2 separate regions of the Triticum aestivum genome follow, and region 2 is linked to region 1. Evidence: chromatin contacts called from public Hi-C data. All regions are on one chromosome and are shown on one strand. The core of a region is the stretch at or near the end of the contact, and the rest is flanking DNA. Distances in the headings are between cores, read along the strand shown.

What was found. Hi-C and Micro-C count contacts between places; a contact is called where the count stands out from the background.
Region 2: a Hi-C map of leaf shows a contact between it and region 1, with 2.3 times the contacts expected there. The contact joins the promoter of LOC123079497 here to the promoter of LOC123136550 in region 1. A contact is called at or near these places in 2 of 5 Hi-C or Micro-C datasets (both in leaf).

The regions. Positions count from the first base shown.
Region 1 is chr1B:528,512,277-528,515,644 of IWGSC CS RefSeq v2.1, forward strand. It overlaps LOC123136550 (DYRK-family kinase pom1), which reads right to left and starts at 1,464. Exons shown (of 8, transcript XM_044555962.1): 1 at 1,057-1,464; 2 at 221-799. The coding sequence starts at 1,315.
Region 2 is chr1B:528,857,584-528,860,838 of IWGSC CS RefSeq v2.1, forward strand. LOC123079497 reads left to right here and starts at 1,813. Exons shown (of 2, transcript XM_044502274.1): 1 at 1,813-3,118. The coding sequence starts at 1,813. It overlaps LOC123136575 (selT-like protein), which reads left to right. Exons shown (of 4, transcript XM_044555986.1): 3 at 115-430; 4 at 1,041-1,428. The coding sequence ends at 1,157.

The DNA of each region.
Region 1 (3,368 bases), core at 214-2,713:
TATCAACCAGCAAAATCACATCATAATTCAAGTCCGTTCTGGGTTCGTAATTTAAGCATATACCAATGTTCTAAAATTGCGACAGTCAGGTGCTAGTACAAAATATAATCTCTTCAGAAAACAATCCAATCACAGAGTGAATCGTTTCAAGCTTGTTAAAGAATTTTGCCAAACATGACAAATGATCCTGAGGAATGTGAAAGGGGGCAGAAGCACTTACTGTTAGCAGCATTTGCGTCTTCAGACAAGTACGGACTGAGCATCTGAAGCTCCTTCTCCAGAGCACTGAGATCAAACTCCTGGTCATCTCCACTCCTGGAATCCACCAACGGACCGCCCTTGAGCGTGGCATCGTCATTCACATTGCGCCTGAACTGGTGCGCGTCTGCACCGCACTCATCAAGCACCTCCGTCAGGTCGTCCATGATCTGATACCTCCCGTACACAGCAGACCAAGAATCCCTCACAAACTCCCGACCATTCTTGTGATCCATTTCCCCGTGGCAGCAACTGCAGGGCGGTTTCGTATACGCCGCTGCATTGCCCTTGCTGCGCTCGTGGCGTCGGCTGCGGTCGTCGCCAATCTCGCCGACGTTGGGGTCAACAATGAACTTGTCCTCCTCGTCGCCGTCGCCGCTCTTACCACTGATCTCCGGCTCGCGGTGGAACAGGTGGTCGTCGTAGAGCCAGTTCTCGCCGAAGAAGAGGTCGGTGGTGTCGTACTCGCGCGCCGTGCCGAACTCCGACGCCTCCGACGGCGCGCGTGGCGGCGACCACACCCCGTAAGGATTCAGCAGCCCTGATCTCCAAGCGAAACAGCCAAACCGAAACAGAAGCGACAAAATTCGGATCAGAATTCAGAACTCGAGCAAAAGCACACACGCGAGCTTGAAGCATGCATCTCCCGTTGACGCGCGGAGATCGAGATTCACAGCGGCAGCCAGTCAATCACACGCCCCGCTCTCGGGAGGCCGGCCGCGCGCGCCGAGGACCAGGAGGGTTCAGCACACTGGGGAAAAACTAGTGGACTGCGTCTCGTGCAAGCACGCAGTGTACCTGAAGGCGTGGAGGTCGTGCTGAGGAAGGCGTCGGAGGAGGAGCTGGAGGCAGGGCTGGCGAGCGCGGCCCCGGCCCCGTCGGAAGCGGAGTAGGAGGCGCCGAGCCGCAGCGGCGGGAGGCGGGGGTCGTCGGAGTCGGTGGATTCGTCCCCGCGCCTCCCCGCGTGGACGCCGTGCCGCAGCGCGAGGCCGTGGCCGGCGTCGGCGGGGAACCCCAGCCCCACGACGCCGACGGCCTCCTCCGCGCCACGCGCCATGGCCAGTGAATCACTCGTGCGCCCGCCGCTGACTCCGCGCCGCCACCAACACCATTTGAAGCGAGGCGAGCGGGTAGCGCGGCACGCGACGCGACTGCGACGAGAGCGAAGCAAAGCACCGAGAGACTGGACAGCACTAGCAGGACAGGGGCGAGGGCCGCACGGGATCCAACCAACACGCCCGCACACGACAGCGCCTTCTCGGGGCGGGCCGTCCCGCTGACGGGCGGGGCCCGCGGGCCAGCGTGTCGATGTCGGCGTCGGCCCGGGTGCCGCTGTCGTCGATGGGCGCCGCGGTGGGTGGTCTGGTGCGCGCGGCCTGCGATCCGACGTGGAGGGAGCGGGGCCGTCATTATTGTCAGTCGCTGTTGCGCTGGACGCCCCCGCCCCTCTCGCCCCGCTGGGTGATCCGGATCCTCTGCGGCGCGCGGCGCTCGTGACGGACACGGCGGATCGGCCGATCTACCACTCCTACCAGGTAGTACTACTACCAGGCACCAGCGTCCAGCGGCAACGACGTCAGATCTATCTGCCTGCCGTGGTAGGGCAGGCCGGCCTTCCCTTCGCAGCAGAGCAGAGCACCTTTCTTTCCCGGGCCTACCGTTGGAACCGCACCTGCTCCGGCTTTAGCGAGCAGCTGAGAGCATAATTGCGCTCTCGCCGGGCCGTGCGATCGTACCACCACGCCGGAGCGGAGCGGCCGTGCGATCGTGCACTGGCTGGTTACCGAATGGATCAACGAATGATGCTTCTGCATAATTGCACGAAGTTTCTCTTCGGTTTGGTAGATGAGCGTTACGGGCTACTAGCTCGCAGTGGGGCGCGTGGATTTTGTGCGATCGAAGAAAGAAAAAGGCTACAGTAGAGGACTGGTTGACAGTGCAAAACGGGTCGCTGGATGAGATGAGTGAAGCTCTGCGACTTGTTTGTTTACCACCTGAAAAACATGGCGGGCGCTTCAATTTTTTAGTCTCGTCTGGTTAGGCGTACCGTCCAGTAAAAACGACGTCGCACTGGAGACTTCCTTGTCATGGTAGTTCGGGGACTGACTAGGAGTATAGTAGGGTGAAAACAAAAGAAACGTGCTTAAATAAAGGAAGTAAAAGGAAAGGATTGCGTTCGTGCTGTTTGTACGCTTAATGATTGCAGTTACAGAGAGTCACAGATGTGATCTTAATTGACGACCGCTGGAAAAGCGATTTATAAAAGAAGAAGAACGTCCCAGCGAGCAGTTCATGTCCTCTTCAAGGTCTGGTGATAACGCCAGTAAATACTGGCCTCATCTATGCTCCTCTTTATTTTTATTTTTTTAGAAAAGAAGGATGACCCCTGGCCTCTGCATCTGCATCTGGACGATGCATACGGCCACTTTATTAATTATTCTCAAAAGACCTTACAAAGACATATAACAGCAAGACTAAAGCCATTGTCTAAGCAACAACTGTCGCTACACCTATCCAATTGATGAAGGGGCGCAGATAGCCAGGGCCTAATATCAAACAGACATCGCAGCCAAACCTAAACATCTAAGACCTGAGGTCCCAACCAGGACGCCTGCCGGGTATGGGGCACCTACCAGTCCGGCGCACTCCTCAACCAGGACGCCTGCCGGGTATGAGGCCGCCGCAGCCACCTGCCATCAATCCATCTTCAGTGTTATACTGCTGCATCAACCTTGTCCGGTCCAACTGCCGTCGACACCATCACGACGCCAGACAGCGCCACCTCCCTGTGCGAGTTCATATCCGCGCATCGGACTCCGAATCTCCACAGCGCCACGCCGCCAAGATCCGCTGCCATCAATGTATAAGATGAAGTACCACTCCACCAAAGAAACCGTCCTCTGTTCCCCAAGCCCGTGTGTACCTCCATGAATGACGCCTCCAAGGGGGAAAACGACACCAGAGCGCCGCTATCATCCGATCAACTGATTTAGGGTTTCCTCAGGAGGTAGCAGAGAGTGACCTTGAACTTCTCCACGGCGATGCCTTCAAGAAGGGAACGACACAAACAACACCGCCACCGCTGGCCTTTGCAGTAGTCAAAAGCAAGT
Region 2 (3,255 bases), core at 563-3,062, 350 kb after region 1:
ATAGGATTAAGTTAGTATGCGATGCCATCATATTTCATCCTCTCCTATAAATACTGTATATATTTTGCTTTGCACGTACAGGTTAAACTAAAAACTTTGACTTCCATTTTGCAGGGGAAATGCAATGACCATGAAGCGCATGCTGGAAACATCATTTCCTGGCATTAATGTTTTCTTGCATAATTATCCGCCAGCTTTCCCCAAGCGGGTACTGAGCAAAATCATGCCAGTTATTCAAGTCGGAGCCATTGCAACAATAATGGCTGGTGACCAGATTTTCCCCAAACTTGGCATTACTCCACCTCCATTGTTTTACTCATTGCGTGCCAATAGATTTGGAACCATGGCGACAATTTGGCTCATTGGCAATTTTGCCCAGTCTTTCCTACAAAGTTCTGGTGCCTTTGAAGTTTACTGCAATGGAGATTTGGTATGTTTCCTACATCAGACACACCATTCTCTTTCACTTCTTAACACATAAATTGCTTTCCTGCATGCTTGCATCATAAATTAGGCTTCATGAGATTCTAGTGTGCGCCCTTTCTCTTTCACTTCTGTTAGCACATAAATTGCTTTTCGACCCACTTCTTTTGACTACAAGTTCATTATATTGAAGGATTACTTCCACAAACAAAATATCACCCTTTTGCCTTGCTGTTTTATCACAGAGATGCTATCTTCCATAAACCGCTAAATGGATAAGGCTTGCTTTACCAACATGACTTGAACAGTAATACACTTATACATTTCTCTCGCTGAAACTTGTTCCACCTTCTCAGGTTTTCTCGAAGTTAACACATAAATTGCTTTTCTACCCACTTCTTTTGACTACAACTACAAGTTCATTATATTAAAAGATTGCTTCCACAAACAAAAAGTCACCCTTTTGCTTTGTGTTATCGATGTTCTTTTTCTCATGAGATTCTGTTGCTCTTCCTAGAAAAACTGCTACATGGAAAAGGCTTGCTTTACCGACATGACTTTAGCAGTAATACACGCATATATTTCTTGCTTACTGAAACTTGCTTCCACCTTTCCAGGTTTTCTCGAAGTTAGCCGAACAGAGGTTCCCTAGCGAGTTTGAGCTGCGCGATCTCATCGGCAGCAGGCTGCCACCTTCTCCATTCGGGAAAAACATGGGAAACGTCTTGTCTTAGTCGATGATCTCAGGAAGAATATCGTGCGCAGGACCGATTTATGTCTAGTTCTCTACTAAGGTATTTTATGGTTAGCTAGCTGATGTCGATCCTATCGAAACTCCACAGCTTGCCTGTAAACACTAGCTTCCGAATATGTGTGTGGTTTGTAAATGCCCTAAAAAATAACTTGCACGAGACAGTGACTGACAGTGCGATAATGCTGTATGAACACCTCCCACTATAATCGTGATTGCCTGATGCTGCTATGCTACTGGCAAAGGTCTGAAAATCTTCGCACTGAAGTTTAAGTCTTGTTTATTTTTTGGAGTAAATTCTTCTTGTTTGTGCTTGTTTTCTCAGTGGGTCATGTATGTTGATTCTTTGCATGCATCGTGCCGCTCGGACTACTGTCCGATTCATCGCAGAATTGACATTTAGACGAATGTGTACAGCCCATGGGCTACTTTGAACTCGCAGAGTATTTTGGCGGGAGTAGGAGTTAACGAATTTTTGGACTCTGGAAAAAAAAAATCTGAAACGTGAGTTAATGAATTTTTGGACTTCGAAGTTCGAACTCACCTTATCTTGTCGTCTTCTCTGCGAGACCATGGGCTAGACAGCTAGACGGTACCCGCTCCTTTGTGCACCAAACCCATGGGCCAGCCAGAGACGCATGGACCGAGTCCATGTGCACCAAACCCCCTCTTTCCCATCCACCACAGATCGCTCACGTCACGGCCAGAAGGACAAAGCTGCGCAAAACCCTGCCCCTCTTCGCCTCCAGATTCCAGAAGCAAGCAAGATGCTCCGACGCGTCGCCGGCGCCGCCGCGGCGCCCCTCCGACGCTGCCTCTGCATGGCGGCCTCGCGCCCTCCCTGGGCCCTCACCTACAGGATGGCGGCGCTGGGCGCGTCGGGGGCGCCGTCGCCGGCCGCGCGCGCGTCCTTGGACCTCCACCAGCCCCCCTGCGTCTCCCAGCTCTCCGTCCCCACCCACCTGGCCGACGGCATGGACCTGGCCGCCGCGACCATCCAGGCCGCGAGCTGCGACGGGCTCCTCCTCCTCGACTTCGCCGACACCGGCGACTGGCCCGAGGCCATCCGCGACTGCGGTGGCAGCAGCAAAGCGATGCCCGGATTGGCCGCGTGCGCCGCCGCCGTCGATCCGGGCGTCAGGCGCTTCGTCTGCAACCCTCTCAGCGGCCAGCTGTTCCGCCTCCCCGTCCCCAGCATGGATGCCGCGCTGACGACCACGCCCTTCGGCCTGCTCACCCAATCCGACGACCCCCACGGCCCGCCTGACAGGTTCGTGGTCGCTCAACTCTGCCTCCGGGAAAGGGACGGCCAAAGGGTCGTGCGCCGCTTTCGGTCCGAAACAGGGGAGTGGGACGAGCCGCCGCTGTTCGTCCCGTCCGCGGCCCCGGCTTGGCGCCCAATGCCGAACCACGAGGTGGTGGCGTTCGGCGACCGGCTGTGGTGGGTCGACCCTTTCTTTGGTGTCTTCTCTGTCGACCCATTCAGCGATCGGCCGGAGCATGGCTTCGTCGCGCTGCCGCGCTCGCTGCCCAACTTTGACATGGACGCGCCGCTCATGCTGTTCCGGCTCTTGGGTGTCAGCGAGGGGAAGCTGCGCTATGTCGAATTGACCACCAAGGAGCCGTTTATGCTCTACTCGTTCTCGCTCGACGACGAGGGGTCCTCCTGGAAGCTAACACATGAGAAAAGATTGAACCTGGTCTTGTCTGACAAATCCATACCTAGGGAATGTGAAATGCCGTGGATTTCTGCAATTGATCCATTCAATGCCAACATTTTCTATTTCACACATGGTGACCTTGTCTGTGAACTCGACATTGATAAGGGGGAGACTGGGAGTAGTTCTTTTCCAGACAGCATCACCTCTCGGAGCTACAGCTCTGCCTTCTTTGTGCCTGTAATGCTCCCAACATGGCTTGAATCATACAACCTCCCGTGTGCAGGTATGCTTCTTCGACATGCATGCTTGATTCATTTGAATATTAAAGCTCTGAAGTTTCCTAGGCTTTAATTTTAGGGTGCACAAGTTGTAGTTTAACATATTTTTCAAATCATGTGTGTGGAACCCTTGTGCACAACA